Linked DNA regions of Sus scrofa: regions 1 and 3 are each linked to region 2. A link is a contact called in public Hi-C and promoter capture Hi-C data. All regions are on one chromosome and are shown on one strand. Each heading gives the region's core, a stretch centred on a gene start, on an enhancer-like site or on the middle of the called end of the contact. The rest is flanking DNA. Distances are from core to core; before and after follow the strand shown.

Evidence for each region. Promoter capture Hi-C pulls out the DNA fragments that hold promoters and counts their contacts. A called contact is a pair of places that touch in the nucleus more often than the background predicts.
Region 1: a contact with region 2 is called in a promoter capture Hi-C map of liver, with 2.5 times the contacts expected there. The contact joins the promoter of LOC102161030 here to the promoter of PAK4 in region 2. A contact is called at or near these places in 1 of 5 promoter capture datasets (liver) and 5 of 47 Hi-C or Micro-C datasets (fetal heart ventricle, fetal skeletal muscle, mesenteric adipose tissue and 2 more).
Region 3: a Hi-C map of embryonic fibroblasts shows a contact between it and region 2, with 2.3 times the contacts expected there. The contact joins the promoter of LRFN1 here to the promoter of PAK4 in region 2. A contact is called at or near these places in 4 of 5 promoter capture datasets (fetal skeletal muscle, liver and skeletal muscle), 25 of 47 Hi-C or Micro-C datasets (adipose tissue, alveolar macrophages, blood and 14 more) and 2 of 2 datasets of contacts at active chromatin or transcription factors (alveolar macrophages and skeletal muscle).

What each region holds. Positions count from the first base shown.
Region 1 is chr6:47,947,315-47,950,197 of Sscrofa11.1, forward strand. It overlaps LOC102161030 (interferon lambda-4), which reads right to left and starts at 1,396. Exons shown (of 5, transcript XM_013990503.2): 1 at 1,210-1,396; 2 at 717-788; 3 at 479-622; 4 at 164-229; 5 at 1-4. The coding sequence starts at 1,380.
Region 2 is chr6:47,868,308-47,871,077 of Sscrofa11.1, forward strand. PAK4 (serine/threonine-protein kinase PAK 4) reads left to right here and starts at 1,297. Exons shown (of 10, transcript XM_005664597.3): 1 at 1,297-1,506.
Region 3 is chr6:47,980,145-47,983,171 of Sscrofa11.1, forward strand. It overlaps LRFN1 (leucine-rich repeat and fibronectin type III domain-containing protein 1), which reads right to left and starts at 1,388. Exons shown (of 7, transcript XM_021094364.1): 1 at 940-1,388; 2 at 136-211. LOC102160572 (a long non-coding RNA gene) reads left to right here. Exons shown (of 3, transcript XR_002344655.1): 3 at 1,366-1,450.

The sequences.
Region 1 (2,883 bases), core at 146-2,645, 79 kb after region 2:
AGTCCTGGAGCCCAGGAAGGAGGCAGAGCGCGGCTGCGTCAGGAATCTCCTTCCCAAGAGAGATTCCCCTCCAGGCGCTCAACGCTCCAAACCCGCTCGCGTCCCTTCTCGACCTCACGCCGCCCCCCTGCGGTCCAACCGCTTTGGCGCCTGCTCCACTCACAGCTCTGTGACGCCTCCTGGGCGGCCGCAGGGACTTCCTCCCGGAGCCTGGCTGGACCAGCTCCAGCTGGATGGGGAGGAAACACGAGGTGATGAAGAAGGCGAAGAACCGATTCCCGGTGCCACGTGCCCCCGCCCCTCAGCCTCCCCGCTGCAGAGCGAAGGCCGGCGCTGGGGACACCGAGACTAGGCGAATCGTGCCTGCGCCCGTTTCGGGGCTCAGCGGGACAGACGGGCAATCGGGGGTGAGGGTGGGGGGCCGCGAGGGCCCAGCGCGAGCCGGCGGGGGTGCGGGGCCAGGGAGGGCCTCACTCACACAGGCCGCCACGTCCCGCCGCGCGGCCGCCAGCAGCTCCAGGGTCGGGCCGACGCCGGGGAACAGCTCGGGGCTCGGCAGGCTGCTCAGCACCGCCTGGGCGTCGGCGAGGCCGCGGGCCACCAGGCGGAGCCGCGCACAGGACTGCGGGGACCCGGAGGGCGTCAGACGGGGCCGCGCCCTGCGCTCGCCTCAGCCCCAACCCCACCCCTCCCTGGTCTCGGGCCTCCGGCCTCACCGATGGCGGCGGAGGGTCCCTCCTCAAGCGGAACGAGCAGTTGCGTGGCCTCCAGCTCAGCGTCTCTTCCTCCTGAGGGACAAGGGCCGGGGTGACCCTGGGCCTACTCGCCAGGGCCCCCGAAGCTCTGGAACATCGGGGATTGCTCGACGTAGATCAGGACGGGCGGGGACGTTTGTGCTTACGGTGTCCCTACCAGGCAGCTCTCCGAAGGCGTGAGCCAGGCCTGAAACACACTCGTGCTCCCCGGGCGGAGCCTGCGCCCCGGTGTGGAGCCGAGTCCACCTGGAGGGGGCGCCCCTCTGTGATAGGCACCCAGGCCATGTGTGACACGAGGGCCAGGGCGGCCGGGAAGATGACAGTGGTCACTATTCTGGACCCTGAGAATTTCTCCTGCTGCACGCTAGGACTGGAGCGCCCGCGGGATCAAGACTGTGGTCTCTGAACCCGGCGGGCCCAGGATCCGGGGGTCGGGCGTCTGGACATCACTCACATAGTGGTCCCTCAGCGCCTTGACGGCCACCAGCGCCTGAGGGTCCAGGGAGCGGTAGTGAGAGAGGACGCAGCGACCGGGCACCACCACGTCTTCAGGGTCCAACGCGAAGACCGCCGTCACAAAGACCCACAGTCCCATAGCCACCGCGGCTGTGCCACGTGGTCCCATCCCTGTTCCTACAAGAGGCGACGGACATCAGGGGGCCCAAGGAGAAGGCCCCCAAGCCCAAGCACCCCGCCTCTGGTTAAACTCCCAGAGGGACCGATGCTCCGAGCACAATCGCAGAGGACATGCAGGGGGAGAGACACGGGCTGGGCCGGGACCCCCCTTCTCCCCTCATCTTCTCTCTCCCCTCACTCCTCACCTGCAATGTGTCTTTGGTGCCTCGTGCTGTTGCAGGGCCTGCCTTCCACTGTCCTGAGTGGTGTCCGGAGTGGTGTCCACCTGTGACAGCGGTGCCTGACCCTCCATGGTGGCTTTTAAGTGCCCAGCTGAGGATGATGAGAGCCGGGCTTCCCCGCGCAGGTGAAGCTTTCCCAATGTCATTGCTGGCCATTGATCAGCCCAGAGGGGGCAGGCAGGGCTGTGAGGACTTTACCCTCCTGGGCAACAGTGCCAGCAATGACTCTAACCCAATTCTCTGTCACCAGTTTTTGTCTCTGTCTCTTTCTGAATCCTCTCACCTTCTTTCGAAAGTGAGTATCTGATATGTATCCCCTCCTTTAATGCACAAAAGAAATAACACTGCAGGAATTGCTCTACCTCCAATTTACAGATGAGAAAACTGAGGCACAGTAAAGAGACTTTTCCACAATATATAGTCAGTAATTGGCAGAGACGGGAGATCAACCTACACACTGTCCAGCTTCAAAGCTTGATCTCCAAGCCATCACTACCCCTAAATATCTGATTCAGGGCCTCCTTCTCTCTATCCAATTCTGTCTTCTGAGCTACGACTGCCACCTACACCACAGCTCACAACGCCAGATCCTTAAACCACAGAGCAAGGCCAGGGATCAAATCTGCTTCCTCATGGATACTATTCGGGTTCATTCCCACTGAGCTGTTACAGGAACGCCTCTTCTGCCCATTTTCTCATCAGGTTGTTTTTCTGATGTTGAGTTGTAGGAGCTGTTTTTATATTTTAGATAGTCACCCTTTATCAGTCACATCATCGGCAAACATTTTCTCCCATTCAGTAGGTTGTCTTGTCATTTTATCAATGGTTTCCTTTGCTGTGCATCAGCTTATAAGTTTAATTAAGTCCCATTTGTTTATTTTTGATTTCGTTTCCTTTGCCTTAAGAGACAGATGGGGAAAAAAACATTGCTGCAATACATGTCAGAGTGTTCTGCCTATGTTCTCGGCTAGGAATTTTATGGTTTCTGGTCTAACAGTTAGAAATCCATTTTGAGTTTATGTTTTTGGATGGTGTTAGAAAGTGTTCTGAGTTCATTCTTTCACAGGTAGCCGTTTGGTTTTCACAGCCCCACTTATTGGAGAGACGGTCTTTGTTCCCTTGTGTGTCCCTGCCTCCCTTTTTGTAGAATAATTGGCCATAAATGCACGGGTTTATTTGTGGCCTCTCTGTTCTGTCCCGTTGATCTGTGTGCCTGTCTTTTGCCAACGTCATACCCTTTCTGTGGTCAGGGAGCGAGATCCTTCCAGCTC
Region 2 (2,770 bases), core at 47-2,546:
CACCTCATCCAACCATCCATTCAACAAATGGGCAGCCCACAGTGAACAAAACAGACAAAAATCCATGCTCTCATGGAGCTGACATTCCAGCAGGAGAAAAACAATAACTATGATTAGCTAATCATCTAGCCTGTTAGAACGTGATAAGAGGAACAAAAAATAAGAAAAAGCAGAGAAGGTAAGTGGTTTAGTAGCATGTGAGAGGGACTTTGGCTGCTTTAGTCAGGGTGGGCAGGAACAGTCCCACTGATAAGGTGACATTTGAGTAAAACCCTGAAGAAGAGAAGGGACGGAGCCATGAAGGTACCAGGGGGGAGAGTCTATGCCCAACAAAAGGAATAGTCAATGCAATGACCTTGAGGTAGATGAGTACTTGATTTTTTTTTAGCAAAGTGGCTGGAGACCAGTGAGTGAAATCCAGGAAAAAAATGTTTAGTTTACGGGGGTTTCCCATCCTCCTCCCCCTCCTTTTTTTTTTTTTTTTTTTTAAACAAATCAATTACTTCTTTTTTTTTTTTTTTTTTCGTCTTTTTGCCATTTCTAGGGCCCCTCCGCGGCATATGGAGGTTCCCAGGCTAGGAGTCGAATCGAAGCTGTAGATGCCGCCCTACTAGAGTCACAGCAACGTGGGATCCGAACAGCAACTGTAACCTACAGCACAGCTCACAGCAAGGCCAGATACTTAACCCACTGAGCAAGGCCAGAGATCGAACCCGCAACCTCAGGGTTCCTAATCGGATTCGTTAACCACTGAGCCACGACGGGAACTCCAACAAATCAAATAAATACTTTTGAAAAAACTTATTAAAAAGATTAAGATCAATCAGTGTCCTGGTTCCAGGTCAAGTTCCCGGACTCAGACAGACAAAGGTCGTCCAAACTCACTATTTATTGACTATGATCCCAACTGAGCTAGTTCGCCCCGCTGAACCTCAGTTTTTAATCTGTAAAACGGATATTAATAACAGGGTTGTGACGAGTATTCAGCAAGATAATGCAAGTAAAGCACTTGACGGGGTGTCTGGCACATAGTAAAAGTTCAAAAGCTGTTTCTGGCCATAATCACCCATGCCTGCCTTCTACCCCCCATGACTGCTTTTGAGAGAAGGTGGGAAGGACTGTTGCAGGCGCCTAACCATTTTCCCCTTTAAGAATCTCAGCCGGCTGGAGCCAGCCTCCCCGCACCCTTTCCAAATTTTCCAATCCCGGCTTGGCATTTTCCTCCCTAAGGTTTCCGATTGGACGATCTTCACCAATCAGAGGCTGGAGCGGACCCTGCCGGGCACCCAGCTCCGCCCCTGAGCCGGCCCTGCCCCGGGCCGGTCAGCCCCGTTGCTATGGGGACTGGTGGGCGGCGAGGGGGGAAAGCCCCGGATGTTCGTTGGGGATTCAACATGGCGGCAGCAGTGGCCGTGGTGGCGGCGGCGCAAGAGAGCTGAGGGCGGCGTGAGCGCGCCAAGTTCCGGGCCGAGCAGCTAGGCCGCGAGCGACTGCGGTGCCGAGCCGGTAGGATAAGCGATCTGGCCAGGCGACGTGGGGGGGGTCCGGCGATGGCGGTGGGAGAGCGTTTACGGGAATAGGGGGCGGGGCCGCTGGGGTCAAAGTTGACTCGCGAAGGAAAGGGTCGCGTCGTGGGTGGGTCGCGGGTCTACGTTGAACAGGGGGGAGGTGTAGAGTAGGTCAGAGGTCGTGGTAGCAAAGGGGGCGTGGCGAAGGGGTGCAAAATTGGAAATTTGAAGTAGGAGCGTGTTGGAGGGGCAGGGGGGCGAATGTCTAAAAAAATGGGGGTCAATTTGAAGGGAGGATGTGCCTGCGAGGGTCTGAGAGTTGGAGGTTTAGGGCAGCAGCTAGTGGAGCAAATGAATGAGATTTAGGTTGGGGGACATCTGTATGGGATCAAAAGTGGGGCCTGACCAAAGGGGGCAAAGATCAGAACCTGGTGGCCCGACAGGTGATGTTCTCAGGGGTCAGAAGTTAAAACCCAGGTGGGACGTGTTGCTGAAGAGGAGGGGTAGGACATTCAAGAACAAGGTCAAGGGTGCTTCCTGCGGGGGCGGGGGGGGGCGGGGGAGGGGAAGAGGAGAAAGCCCTCCTCCCACAGATGATGAAAATAAGAGCAAACACTCCTAGAGCACTTACTGTGTGTCAGGCTCTGTTCTAAATGCTTTACATTACCTTTGATCGTGAACACAACCTTATGGGCTTGGTGCCATTATTAAGAGGTTAAGTGATTTGCCCAGGGTCTTCTCATGAGTAAGTGGTGCAGCTCAGATTTGAACTCGGGGTTCAGAGTTGTAGGCTCCGCAGGCTCTCAGATTCTCATGATGTTGGTTGATGCTTAATGAGAGTTAACATTGTACTCAGCGCCCTGTGTGCCCGGACTTATACCATAATCTTGTGAAGTGGGTACCAGATGGACCCACTTTACAGACAGACAAAGTGAGGCTCAAAGAGTTTCTACTGAGTGACAGAAGCAGATTCCAAGCTGAATCTTGAATGACCCCAGAGCTCCTGGCCCTAGTCACCACATCGTAGCTTGCTGAAGGTCTGTTCCTGGAAGCAGGGGGCTGGGCTGGGCAGGGCTGTCTCTTTGGCCTCCATGGAGGGGTGTGATCTGGGAGGAGAGGCTCCCCTGGGCCTGTGGGATGGGGTGTTTGTGGGTGGCCCAGAGTCCGAGGGAGTCTGACAGGCTTCTGGCGGGGGTCCTGGGGCGGTACCCTGGACAGAGTCGGGTGTTCTCTGTATTTAAAACCCCAGGCTCTCATCATGG
Region 3 (3,027 bases), core at 138-2,637, 110 kb after region 2:
CAGAGGCAGAGTCAGGGTGTCCCACTAGCTCTGAGGCCCCCTCCTAACCTGTCGTGCACTCCCTAGGGGACACTACTCTATGCTGGACAGAAAAGCCTGGTCTGGGAGGTGGCGCTCCTGAGTTAGGAGACCCACCTTTTCTGCACCTGCTTGGCTGTAGGGTCTCCAGGGTTCAGAGCTGCAACCTGTGAAACAGGAAATCTTCCCATAGCTGGGGGGTAGGGGGGGCAAATTGAAACAGTAATAATAACAATGGAACCAGAACCTGGGCCCCCCTGCTGCCCCATTCACATCCCAGTGCCCTGATGCCTGACTTTAGTCAGGTGACTTCTTCTCTTTATGCCTCAGTGTGTTCATTGGTAAAATGGGGGTGATAACACCTATCTTATAAGGCTGTTATGAGTCTTACATGAGATAATAGACTGGAAAGTACCTAGAGTGGTTGCTGACCCAGGAAACACTATATAAATGTGAGCTGCCATCAGCTTGATCATTCTCTCTGGCTCTCTCTCAGCCACTAGCAGGTTTGACTATCAGATTTTCCCACATCCATGCACATACACACACTAAATGGTACAGCATCCTCATGCCGCTCTCCAAATGCAGGCTCATTTCATGTCAGGAAACTCTTGCATCCTTTACTGATAAAGAGGAGACTTCCCTTTGCCAACCACCTTACCCATCTTACCTCCAGGCCTGAGACACCCCTGCCCCACTGACCCCCACCCCCACCCTGTGCCCTGGTTCTATCAAGCCCTTACCCAAACATGATGTTCCTGACCTGGTCACCACCCCCAGCCTGGGTGGGCGCCTGCCCCTCAGGAAACTGCCATACCGGCCACAGAAATCCATACAAGGCAGAGCTCCAGGCCTCTGGCTGGCTCAGAACAAACCCAATCACTCCATTTCTCTCTCCCCAGCTTGAGGGGCCCCACTCACCTCTCTTCAGGGAGTCAGGGCCTGGGCCAGTCCCTGCAAAGGAACAAAACCACACGGTTAGCATCCTTCTGGCTCCTCTCTGGAGACCTGCCTGAAAGACCATCTTAGCCAAGGGCGTCCCTGGTGTGATCACTCTCTTAGCCTTCCTGCTGCAGGTTCTCCACAGGCTAAAGTGGACCCAAGAAGTCATTTCTGCAAATGCAGGATTCCAGGCCTCTGACTGTTGTTCACCCTCCAAAACCTAAGAGTCTAGGACTTTTGTCCTTTGTCCTTTGGAGGCTCAAGAAGCAAGAACCCACCCTCCTCCCCCTGCCCCTCAAGAGTCCAGGTCTCAGGCCCTTCCTTTCTCAAGACCCAGGAGTCTGGCCCCTCAGCCCCCTTCTCCTTCAAACCCAGGATTCTAAGCTCCCAGCTTCCTCTTTCCAGAATCCATACCCCAGTCGCCCAACTTCAAAGACCTGAACAGTACCAGGAGCTGGAAGAGGACCAGAAGTTCCCATGTTCGCCGTCACACCTCTGTCACACCAACATGTGTGGACATGCCAGAACCTACATGGGCCCACAACCTATGACTCTACATCTGGATTTCCATGGACACAGCAGCAGGATCTGTGTGTCCCCTGCCCTCCATTGACTCCTGTCCCAGGTGTGGACACACTGTGTCCATGGACCCCAGTAGACCCCAGGTCACGTCACAGGGACCCCAGTCTCACTGGGCTCAGAAGTGGGGTCAGCCTTGTGCTGGGACACAGGCACCTGTGTGCACATCACCCTGCACATATATATTTGAACGCACCCAACCCCACCCCCCAGAGGCCAACATGGACACACAAATGGAGACAACATAGACGTATACCCTCAAGGTTGACACACCTGCACACAACCACACAACACTGCCTTTTCCCTTGCACATTTAAACACAGATGCACACACAACAGTGAAATGCACTTACCCCCAGGTGCATGCACCTATAACAGATCTACCCTTGCACACTCGCCAACACACAGGGGCATGCACATATAACATGCTCACTTGCACAAAGATACATATGTGCATGCTCTTAAGTGCCCAAACACACTCTTACAACCTCACATATCCCCAGGACACATGTTCACAAAGCTGATATATTCCTACACCATCAGATGCATAAATGCACACACTAGCGGATACACACATCACACATACACACAGAACTACAATGTGCAAAGACACTTAAAAGGCTGATACACACTCCAACAAGCACACGGGTACAAAAAGATCCACCTTTGCACAGATACTCCGAGATATTCACTTATCACAGACACATGCTCACACAACAGCCCTGGGAGGTATTTACACACTTATAAACACCACAAAATATTGAACCACAGTGGCACAGTCAACAGATAGGCACAGACTCCCATTCACACACAGTCACGAACACATCCCTCCCAGCCCTGAGGCACCCCCGCCCCACCTACTTCCCAAGCCAAAGAAATCCCAGCATCCCTCCCTCCCAGCAAGCCCCCCCATCCCCAGCCAGGTCAGAGTTCAGCAGGTCAAATCTCAGGGGTTGGGGGCTGAGTCCTAGAGCACTGGTTCAAGGCAATCCTCCCACCAGCAGCCCAAAGGTCCCCCAGCCCGGCCGTCTGGATGCAGGCAACTCTGGCCCCATCTGCGGAGATCTGACCAGTGGGGGTTGGGGTGGGGTGGGTGGGGAAGGACCCAGTCTGTGTCCCTCCCCTCAAGGCCCATCTGTCCATCCCTCGGCCTCTCATCCCTCCATCTGTCCACCTACCGGCTGCCCATCCCCCCAACCAGCCACCAGGAAGGGGAAGACATGGCCGTCTCCCCCAAGGACCGCCGAAGCCCCCCCCAATAGACACGGACAGGGACAGAGGGAGCGGCAAACTCGCCTCCCCCAAACCCATACAGAGGCCTGGCCCCACAAGGTGCTGAGCCCCAGCCCCCAGGCCGGAACCTGACATGGACGCACAGACACACACCCTCGGAGACATACAACCCGCAGACACACACACACACACACACACACACACACAGATGGACACCCGAGCGGGCACACCCGGCTACACAGACCCTTGGATGGAC